Regions from separate parts of the Sus scrofa genome. Here region 1 is linked to region 2. The links are chromatin contacts, called in public HiChIP or PLAC-seq maps. All regions are on one chromosome and are shown on one strand. The core of a region is the stretch at or near the end of the contact, and the rest is flanking DNA. Distances in the headings are between cores, read along the strand shown. Region 1 holds the start of KIAA1324L (UPF0577 protein KIAA1324-like homolog). Region 2 holds the start of DMTF1 (cyclin-D-binding Myb-like transcription factor 1).

The links. HiChIP or PLAC-seq counts read pairs in DNA pulled down with a chosen protein or histone mark.
Region 1: an H3K27ac HiChIP or PLAC-seq map of skeletal muscle shows a contact between it and region 2. The contact joins the promoter of KIAA1324L here to the promoter of DMTF1 in region 2. A contact is called at or near these places in 4 of 47 Hi-C or Micro-C datasets (brain, embryonic fibroblasts, epiblast stem cells and 1 more) and 1 of 2 datasets of contacts at active chromatin or transcription factors (skeletal muscle).

What each region holds. Positions count from the first base shown.
Region 1 is chr9:93,539,005-93,544,501 of Sscrofa11.1, forward strand. KIAA1324L (UPF0577 protein KIAA1324-like homolog) reads left to right here and starts at 1,842. Exons shown (of 22, transcript XM_003130217.5): 1 at 1,842-2,202. The coding sequence starts at 2,014.
Region 2 is chr9:93,461,050-93,466,385 of Sscrofa11.1, forward strand. It overlaps DMTF1 (cyclin-D-binding Myb-like transcription factor 1), which reads right to left and starts at 2,080. Exons shown (of 17, transcript XM_021063471.1): 1 at 1,879-2,080. LOC102166910 (a long non-coding RNA gene) reads left to right here and starts at 2,099. Exons shown (of 3, transcript XR_001304172.2): 1 at 2,099-2,215.

The DNA.
Region 1 (5,497 bases), core at 592-3,091, 78 kb after region 2:
ACAGGAGTCTGCCTTCTCCTCAGGTTGCCAGGCTTCTGATTAAAGCAACCCTTTGTTTAGACCAACACTGCCTCTCAAGTATTGGCTTTGGAGTGATAAGTAGCCAAACCTGAGTTCAGTGACATTACTAATTATAAAAATAATGTAGGTTTAAAAAATAATAATAAAATAGCATTTTCCTCTTCTACCAGAATAGCAAATATCCGAGGTATTATACTCTAGAATGCTATGAAATAAATACCCATAATAAACTGCTGATAAAAATTAACATAAATATTTTAAAGGAATTTGTGCACTATAAATCAAACTTTAAAAATGCACATAGTATGTAATTCAATTATTTCCATTCTAGAGAGACATCATAGAAAATTAAAAGGAGATATGTGTGCGCAGATTATGTACTAGGGCATTCATTCTGAATTATTAATAATATTGAATACTTGAGAAACAGTGCCTGATATCCAATAGTAAGTTACATATATCCAAACAGTAGAATACATTACTTAAGCTGTGCTGTCAGACTTTCATGGCTTGAAAAATATTCATGTTAAGGAAAAAATAAAAGCAGGTTACAAATTATAATTCCAGATTTGCAGTACACACACAATTAAGTACCAGGAAGGAAAGTCCTCAAGATGCTAATACCATTAATAATGTCTCTTGGTGGTAGGATCCCTAGTGATTTTTATATTTTTCTAATAGTCTTCAGTATTTTCCAAAGTATTTACACTAAACATGAATTACTGTTACACTCAGAACACACACTAACACATACACAGGAGACAGAGGGGAGAGAGAGGAAGGGAGGACTTTGACATGTCTTGTGGAAATCTTTATTAAAAAGCACATTAAGGACAGTGCCACAGATAAATTCAAGTTATATTGAGTCTGCCAAGCAGATTTCTCCAGGTGCTCGGTTATCGGAAATTTGGGTGCTCCTGCTGAACTACAGGATAACTAGCACATTCACAGAATTTTGCACGAATGAAAGGGCCCTTGAGATCCCCGACAGTGACAGTGTTCATCTTGCTCACCACTTGGTGCCCACCACCCAGTTCAGTATACTTTTAAGTGAAAGAGAAAAGAACTACACTCTAGTCATTATACAGATGGAGAAACCGCTTCCTCCAAAACAAAAGGGCTTACTTGCCCAAGGTTACACGTTGTCCCCAGGAAGGAACACCACCAGCAGCAATAATTAGGGCTACTAGTACTTCCAGCACGTACCGCTTCCCTCCTCGCTAGGCACTCTTCAAGTGATTTTGAGCATTGATGTATATAGTCCTCACAACAACCTTATGGGTTAGGTATTTTAATTATTTTCATCTAATCGGTGAGAAAACTAAGTCACAAACTGCACTTTTATTTCATTTCCCCCGTCCCCCGCCATTTCATGCAAATCCTAATAACTCCAAAATTCGATCTAACACCCGCCAGCTTGGATCCTTAGGAAGGGATGCTCCTGGCGCGCATCTGTGTGACGCGCGAAGTAAGAAGATTTTAAAGAGCCGCCGGAAAATAATGTCCCTATGTCCTGGATTTTACTCTGGCTCCCCCCATCCCCCCGAAGCGTCCCTCCCCGTGGGCCAAGGGAACTGGGGGTGGGAGACACTATGGGGACACCCCGGCCTCTCTCGCCCTTCACCGCCTATTGAGGCTCGCGTCCCCAGCGGCCGCGCAACCCCCCACGACCCGCGGGGCTGGGCCGCCCGCTTCCCGCCCCGCCCCGCCCCGCCCCGCCCGCACCACCTGCTCCCCGGCTCCCGCGTCCCCGCCCCGCGTCCCGCCCCCGCGCCGCGCCCGCGCCCTGCGGTCCCTCCCTCCGGCGTGACGGGAGCACCGGCGCCGGCCGCCGGGGCGGCGAGCGCGGGCGAGCTGTCAGCTGGCCGACCGGCAGGGGCCGAGCGACTGGCCAGCAGAGCGCGCAGCCCTCGCGGCCCGGGAGCCGGAGCGCGCCCCACCCGGGGAGGCTGCCTTCCAGCCTGCCAGCTGACCGCCCGCAGCGGGACAGAGATGCTCCTCGGCCAGGGGCCGGCGCGGGGGAGGGGCCGGGGGCGGCGGGCCGGGTCTCCCCACTGCGGGCTCCTACAGCCTTGGAGCCCCGCCTGGATCTGCTGTTGGGCGCTCGCCGGCTGCCAGGCGGCCTGGGCTGGGGACCTGCCCTCCTCCTCCTCCGGCCGCCCGCTTCCTCCTTGCTTGGAGGTGAGTCGCACCTGGTCTTTTACCTGGAGTTTGCGGGGGAGGAGGGAGAGGGAGAAGAGGAGTGAGGGTTGTGCTGGTTTATGGCTCTCTGCGGACGCCTCTTTCCTTCCCTGGAGGAAAGGGCTTTTCATTGGTTTCCAGGACTGAAGTTGCCGCCTCGGGAAGCTGGCCGAGAGGGTGTGAGGCTCTGCTGTCGCTGGGGGGATGCTTTTCGCGCTCCAGTGTTTTGAGGGCTCTGAAGGACTTTGCGGCATCCTCTTAGAGTGTCAAGCTTGAGGGACCTGGGGCTGAGAGAGCTTTCAGAAAGGGGAGGGGACTGGGGAAGCCCCTTGGAGACCCATCTCTTCACAGCTTTTCCAGAAGCCAGCTAAGACCCCCCCCCCCAGGCTTCCCAGTCCCTCCCTCCCCCTTTCTTCACTCCCCCTCCCCCTCCCTCCACTCCCCAGTATCTACAGACCACTTCTTCCTACTCCTCTGCACTCAGCTTGCTGATAAGGCCCCAGGGACTTGCTAAGCCAGTGTGTGGTGTCACTTGGCATCCTTCTGCCAAAACATGGATGTGAAGTAGGAAGAAAAAAACTGTGCACTTAGGGAAGAGGTGGGTTGGTGATCTAGGAAATTAGAAAAGACTGAGTGCATATGCTCCTTTTGGTAGAAGGAGTAGAGTGCATATGCATCACCTGGTTGAAGCATTGCCGCTGTGTATTTTAAAGTTTGAGATTATTATTGAGAGCCAAAATGATAAATTATGGGGGGATGAGATTTTACTTCTGCTTTTAGGGGAACTGGACTGGCTGTGCGAAAAATTTATAGGGGGTGTCATCTGGTGCTTGCATAGGATGTTTGTCTTTCCCTTTAGTGTTCCAGAAAGTGTATCCTCTTAATGAAAATCAATGTGGGGAAGGAAGCACCATTTCTGACCTACTTTGAGTGATTACATTGAGGAGGATATGAGGAATAGATACCGTTTTTAGTAAGATTGCTAGGAATCAGGGTGATGGGTCATTTTAATTGCTGTAGCAAAAGTGGGTTAGCCAATAGCCCCTCTGGGAAGAAAGACCAGACCTTGTTTTTTTTGTGTCACTTTGGAATTTTACTCAGGCTTGATTTATAGAATGTCTGTGTCTAGACATCCTCCATGGATTTCAACCTTTCTCTCCCACCATCCCAGTCCCAAGAGAAACTGAAATGAAAAAATCAGATCAAAGGCACGTGTGTGAGCACACAGTAGTGTTGTAACTGGGGAAATCAGGGCAGGATCTCAACGAACAGCTGTGTTTAGTTTCAGAGTTTATTAGTCTAATCAGTTGTTTAATCTGTGTTCTCCTGTCACCTGGGAATAGTCCATTCCATATTTTCACAGAAAGCTCCTTCTTGGGCATCTTCGGATGATACACTTGTAGCAGGATAAACTTAAAACCTTGCATCCTGCCTCCAATCCCAATATGCGAAACCTGTGGTTTTTTTTTTTTTTTTTTTTTTTTTCCCTGAAGTGGAAAGTCTTAAGATTCTTGTAAAATTAATTCTTAGTAATGAAGACTCGAAACAGGCCTAAGTCAGGGCCAGTGGAGGTAATGTTACAGCTAGACTGATCCTTGATATGGTCACATGTTCGACACATGTATACCCAGACAGAATGGAGTAAGAGTCTGAAATCTAGGGCAGAAATACTGAAACCAGAGGCAAGGAGATGATGGCTGATTCAGGAAGGCTGTGTTCACTTAATTGTACTGACTTTAGAAATTGCATGTGACTCAATTTCTTGAGGTTTCAAGCCTTAATTTATAGAAATAAAATATTTAGGAGAATGCTCCTGGGCCTGCCTGTGGCTAGTCGTGTTTTTAGAAATGGTGATGCGCAGGTCCATTTATATTCTTCCTGGTGCCTGACAAACACTTGTAGGATGATTGACTGGGAGTTGGAGGTTCCTTTGGACATCAGAGGGGCCAAGTGGTCTTTCGAGTGGGGGTGGAGCTGTATCTGCTCCTTGGCATCTGGTCTAACTAGCTGAATTAATTTATGGAATTGATCATTGTTTTCCTCTGACATTGTTTTCAAGAGAACATTGAGAAGAGGAGGTTATTTTTCAGGCTTTGAGGGGGAGGGTCTGCTTATGCTTATGGATATGTAGAGGGCTTTCTCTGAGACAGGGCTATGGGCCAAACTCCCATGAACAAAGACATTGTTAAAGTAACTATTTTGTGGGCACTCCTGCATGTTTATCTCTTTCTACTCTTCATTACCACTTTGTGGGGAGGGCAGTGAGAGCTGTGAAAGTGAGGGGGTCTGAGGCTGGAAACTAAAGCTAACTCTTGATAACAGGAGAGAATGTTGAAGGGGAAATCTGCAGGTCTTCTATGCCTCATTTTCCCCGGTAGTTTCATCCTCACTTATCAACATTTTTATAAAGTAGTTAAGTGTAACTAAGTTACACAGGCTGTCATTTTCCTTGTCTGATTTTGGAGAAAAGCTGCACCAGGAAGAGGAGGAGAAGCAGAGAAAATTGGCATGGGAGTGATCTAATTATGATTACTTGAGTTCAGAAGAAAAAAAGCAAAACAAAAAAAACAGCTCTTCTGAAAGACAACTGAGATAAAGTTTCACTTAATGTTCTTTGCTGAGGCTGGGACTTGGGAGTGAAACTCATAATACAACTTCCTTTGTCAAAATCATTGGACTATGGACCATAAAAGGGGAGAAAAATGATTACTTTGGAATGTTCAGTTCAGGATCCAGTCAGCAGGGTGGACACTCAAGCACACAGGAAGGGGAGACAGCATTAAAAGTACAGTCTTTGTACCAGCAGTCTAAGGACAATAATAGGATGTAGCTTTGGGAAATGGTGTTGAAATTAAAAAAAAAAAAAGACTGGAAATCAGAAAGTATAGAATTAATTTTCTGTAGACTTTTTATGGGGGAGTTTATGAAGGGTAAATATCCTCTGGCTTTCTTAGTATCTATTTTTCACTTATAAGATGATAGTTATAAAAGGGACCTGCCTATATTTATTGTGAGGATGAGAAGGAATATGAGTGAAAGGGAAAAAGCTATATAAATACGTGAGAGGTGGTGATTGCTAGATTAGTAGACCTAGATCCTGATATTTCTGGAAGTGTCTATTGTGAGCCTTCAGAGTTCAGAGGATAGGCTTATCCAAGAGTTGAATGGAATTTTTGACTCATTGAATAATAGGACCTAATAGGGCTGCCAGAGGGAAAAAAGGTAAAGGCCAACAGATGATTCAGAGCTGGAATAAAGTATTAGAAGACAGAGTGCATGAGATAAAAATGCATAA
Region 2 (5,336 bases), core at 830-3,329:
CATCTAGCTCAAATGCAATCAAATAAAGATTCACGCAGAATATGCAGGTTCTAGATCAGTCCCAAAAAGCATATTTTGGGGTGAGCCTATCAACTAAAATAGTAAAAAAAAAAAAAAAAAATTAGCTTGTTTGGTGGCACATAAAAGTACTAGTATATGGGAGTTAAAATATAAAGATTATCATGAAACACGAAATATATTTATTTTCTTAAATAACAGGTAATTTTTTTTCCCAGGAAGGATCAAGCTAGTATTTGTCCCTTGTGAATGAAGGGAAAAATCTTTATTCTCATACCAGATTTTACTCTACAGCCTGACAATTTCTGCAACACTAAGGAATGTAAACCTTAATTTATTCTAAACCTTAACTACTAAATCTCAACCTAACAAACATAATCTTACTACCACTACACCATCAGAGCAAAAAGCTGTTCTTGGTGTATTATTACCATAGTCTAAATATTTAAGGGGTAGTAAATTACTAAATAAGTGAATAATAAATGCAGTAATAATAAGTTATTTGAAACATAAATTTAAAATCAGCTCAAAGGAAAAAAATCTGAAGTAACGAAAGAAACTGAAAATCTTTCACTGAAAAATAGTTTTTCTGTTGATAAAACTTTCAACACAAAGGAAGAATTAAACTACAGCTTAAAAGCTATAAACGGTTGTCTTTCACGAATTCAAAATAAAGGCAAAAATCAGTAAAAGATAAAATAGTTCCAAATGGTGTTGTTCTAAGCGTAACATACTGAATATTAGACAGTAATCCTACAGAACACGCATTTTGTTAAATAGCCCAAAGAGAAGCCTCACCTACTGTCGGAAAGAAGATACACGAAGATGAATCAAGTTACGAGAAAAGCAACCACACATTGATCAATCAGGGAAAGAAAGTCCTGACCTATATTTCAGAGATTTATCACCTCTCCTTATCTACATCCAACTGTTTTTATTACAAAAACACATGCTGTATCATTCAACTGCAGAGAACGGCACTTGGCCACTTTTATTTTCAAATCTATGTTGTAGTTTCCCTGAAAAGATTCTCAAACTCTATTTTAAAGGATGAAGAAGATTAAAACAAAAAAAAATTTTCTTTGGAACTAGGCAAAATACAATTCCTAGTTTGCAATCGCATTTTCCTGGTTTCTGCCGGGTTAGGTCTGTCTCCCAGCACTCCAGCCCGTCTTTCCCTTCAAAAAGAGACTCAGGCTGACAGAGAAGGTTTGTCCGGCAACAACGATCCCCTCGGCCTGGGCCACGAATAAGTGAGCGAGAGTGAACCTCAAAAAAATGGGAGTAGAGTCGAAGACGCAAACAAGGTAAAAGGGAAAAAAACCGGGTGGAGTAGGGCGAGACCCGCCCCAACTCTCTCCATTCCATCCAAGCCCACTTCTCCTTCACTGGGTGATATAATTAAACCGAAAAGCTAACGAAAATATTAAAATTAAACAAGAACCCTTCGAGAAAGCAAGGAGAGCTTCCTAATCTCCGCCATCCCAGGCCCGAGTCTCTAGCCTAAGCTCTCGGCCCACCCCACCCCCAGGGGTCCCGGCGCCATTTAGCTCCTCCGAAGCCGCCGCCATTTTCCGCCCCCGCCGATTGCTAGCTGTGGCTCGGCGGCCGCTCGCTACCCTGCTCTGTAGCCCACGCCACCGCCGCAGGCCCGGCCCCGAGAGGGAGGCCCTGGCCTGAGCGTGCGGGACGGCAGCTTCAGCGTCACGAAGGCCCATCTCCGACCCCGCCCGCGGTGCCCCGACGCCGGCAGCTGGCGCCGGCCGGCGGGAGCAGGCGGGAAGCAAGGGGGCCGGACAGGCTCCACTGGGCGGAGCGGCCCTAGCGGCGGTTGGGACCTGAAGGTTCCATCGCACTTACTTCCTGTTTTGGGTCCGGGCACTTTGGAAGAACCAGGATGGAGGCTCCAAAAAATACCAGGATGGAGGAAGCAGCCACGGGCAAGAGTGGCTGCAGCTGGAGTGAGCGAGCGCTACGAGCCACCGGAAACGGAGCTACGGCCGCGCCACTCCCCCAGCCCCCGCACGCTCCCCCGCCCGGCCTCCTCTCTCTAGGGGCGGCTCTGCGCGCCTGACGCTTACGTCACTTCCGGCCAAGTTGGAGCGCGAAAAAGATTCCTGGTCATTGGAGCTTCAGTCCCCGTCTGAATGGGATTTGTTTATGGTCTGCTGTTTTCCTCTTCTCTTAGGAAATCTCGGTACTGATCATGCCGTTGCTAATACTATGAAGGAGAGCCTTTTTGGGCGCAACTGTGGTCGTCCTAGCTCAGGGCCGGTTGGGTCCCGCCAGCTGATTTTCTTTATTACCTTGGGGCTCTTGGCTGAGGGAGCCGCGGTGTGGAACGTCTTTCGAGCCGGGTCTGAGTGCAGATAGAAGCTAAGAATTGTGTGTCTGGGTTTTCTCACTTGGTCAGCCTTGCTGTAGGCGCGTAGACGTGTTACCTATTGGTCATGTGATGCAATTCTGGGTGAAATGTATCTTCTCTGAGCTTAGGAAGATGCTATTTTGTAGCGCACGGCAGGCCTTGTAAAGCACTGCTTTTTTGCTCTGGCTGCGCTTCAGTTACCTGGAGAGCTTTCCAGGCAAAACCGATACTCGGCCCCACCCCTAGGGAGTTTTTAAGCCTCCGGAGAACCCCTGCAAAGATTTTTGTTTTGAAAGAGTTCGGAAGGTTTAGTGGTCAGAACCCTGTTACAACTCTTTATGATTCTGACCTCAGTTTACTTGTTTTTAAACGTGGTTTATTTTACGCTGCTTCTCTTTCGCTACTGGGATGTCAGGAGTTTAAAAATTACAGTTGACACATGTTCTTGCATCCTACAACTGTGTGTAGGCTCACAATACATTGTCGCAATGGGAATGAATTCAGCATCAGTCGTAAAGGTCAAAAGAAGGCAACATGGGAATATGCACATCTTGGATGTTAATAATGCCTAGTGATTTCCTCTGTTTTGGCTTTTTTAAAAAAATTGTGTTATGCAACCTTGATTTCTTTCGAATTCAAAATGTAGCTGACTTTGTGGAAGTGACATTAATTCATCGAAGAAAGGGGAAGACAAGCAAACGGCACAATATTTGTTTAGATTTTAAGCCGAATGTATATAGTTTTCACCAGTAGTACATATTACCTGTTCTTCGGGGTAATTTTCTCACTGATAAATGTTGCATTTCACAAAAAGGAATGTAAAATGAGATAACATCGCACACCATTTAGAATAGCCAAAATTCACAACACTCACTGCACCAAGTGCAGATGAGGCTGTGGAACAATAGGAACTCTCATTCGTTGATAAAGGGACTGCACAATGGCATGGACACTTTGGAAGACAGTTTGCTGGTTTCTTCTAGAAGCAAGCATATTCTTGCCATATGATCCATTAATTGCTCCTTGATATTCGCCCCAAATAGTTGAAACCTTACTTCCATGTAAAAACCTGCACACATATTTATAGAAACTTCATTATAATTGCTAAAACTTAGAAGCAACCAAGGTGTGTATCTATTACTAAATGGATAAACTGTGATACATCCATACAATGTAATATTCAGTGGTAAAAAGAAGTGAGCCGTCATTGAGCCATGAAAAGACAGGGAGGACCCTTAAATGCATACAACTAAGAGAAAGGACTTAATCAGAAAAGGTACATTCTGAATTATTTCAACTGACATTCTGGAAAGGGCAAAACTATGGAGAGAGTAAGAAAAAACAAAAACAACAACAACAACAAAACAAAATTAAAAAACAGTAGTTGCCAGAGTCTGAGGCCAGAGGAAGAGAAATAGGTGGAGCATAGAGGATTTTTAAAGACAGCAAGAAACAATTTTGCATAATGCTGTAAAGATGATACAAGGCATACATTTATTGAAACCCATAGACTGTACGACATGGACAGTAAACTAATATGACCTATAGACTGGTTGTCAGTGATGTGTCACTGTTGGTTCCTCATTTGCAGTAAATGTACCACTCTGGTAGGGGATGCTGATGACAGGGAAGGCTATGCATGTGTAGGGCAAGGGATTTATAGGCATTTGTTAGTTATGATTAACTTTGTTGGACTCCGGGTTTTTTATAACACTTTCATGAACCCCATCAGCAACAGAATATTGATGAAATGACCTTTCTTTTATAAAAAGTTGATATGTTAATATAAAAGTGTTTCAAATACCTAGAGGCATGTTCTCTTGTTTCATGATTGTGTCATGTCCTGGATGTCATGATTCAGAAAAAGAGACGTTTGCAAGGATTTTTGTCCAAAGTAAATGAAAAATATAATTACTGAGTAGTCTTTTCATTCTACACAATCTGAGTCCTATCAATACAGCTGATGGGTATACATTGGAAAGTCTTCCAGAATTCCTAAGAGCTGATGGGTATTCCTGTGCTAACAGAAGAATGAGCAAGTTGTTCTTAGTTAAGCTCACACATCAGAATCTTCCAAGCCCTCTCCTGTTTCAGATGGTACTCCTTCTCACAACCTCTCTCCCGCCTCCCTTATGTGTCAATGTCTCGGTGTCCCTACATTTCTTTTAATTTCTCAGCCTGTTTACCACCACTTCATACCTCCTTCACTTTCTTGCCTTTTGCAGTAGATCTTTACTGAACGCTGTTAATTGGACATTAACAAAAATTGGTTCCTCTTCCAGTTAGGAGAATGGAGAAGTCAGACTTCATATTCTTTTAGCAAGTGAAGATAGAAATTTCCATTCTGTCCTTGAAATATTTGTGGGCAAAACAAAATAGAAAGCATTAAGTTACTCTACTAAATTGGGAGACTGTGTGAACATAGATTCAAATACCTGTCCCTTTATAATCTGGCATAGAAGGAAGAGGGATAATATATTGGTTAAACTCATCAATAATTGCCAATTTACTAAGTTCTAAAAAGGATATAAATAAGGTGCTCTGAAAGTGAACTTTACATACAGAGTTCAGAGCAGGTCTTCCTGAGAATACATGTGAGTAGGGACTGGAAAGGTGATAGGAAATCACCAGAGCAGGCGGTGGGAGGTGGGACAACATTTATCCAACTAGTGTGGAAAAGAGTGTATTTGTAGAAAGCAACTGGCCTGTAATGTTTATAAAATGGCGAGAGTACAGGGCTGGTAAGCGGTAGGCTCAGTCTTTGGCAGATGTTGAGTTTAAACATATTCCTCTGAGGCTGGAGCTTGGCACATTCCCAGAGGTGGCAGGATGATTTGCCACCTCTGCCTTGTCTTATAGTTTCAGTTAGCTTAGCAGATACTTAAATGTTTACTGAGTTCAAAGGTAATTAACCTTCTTAAACCAGAAGGTCAGAAACCTAACCATTTCTATT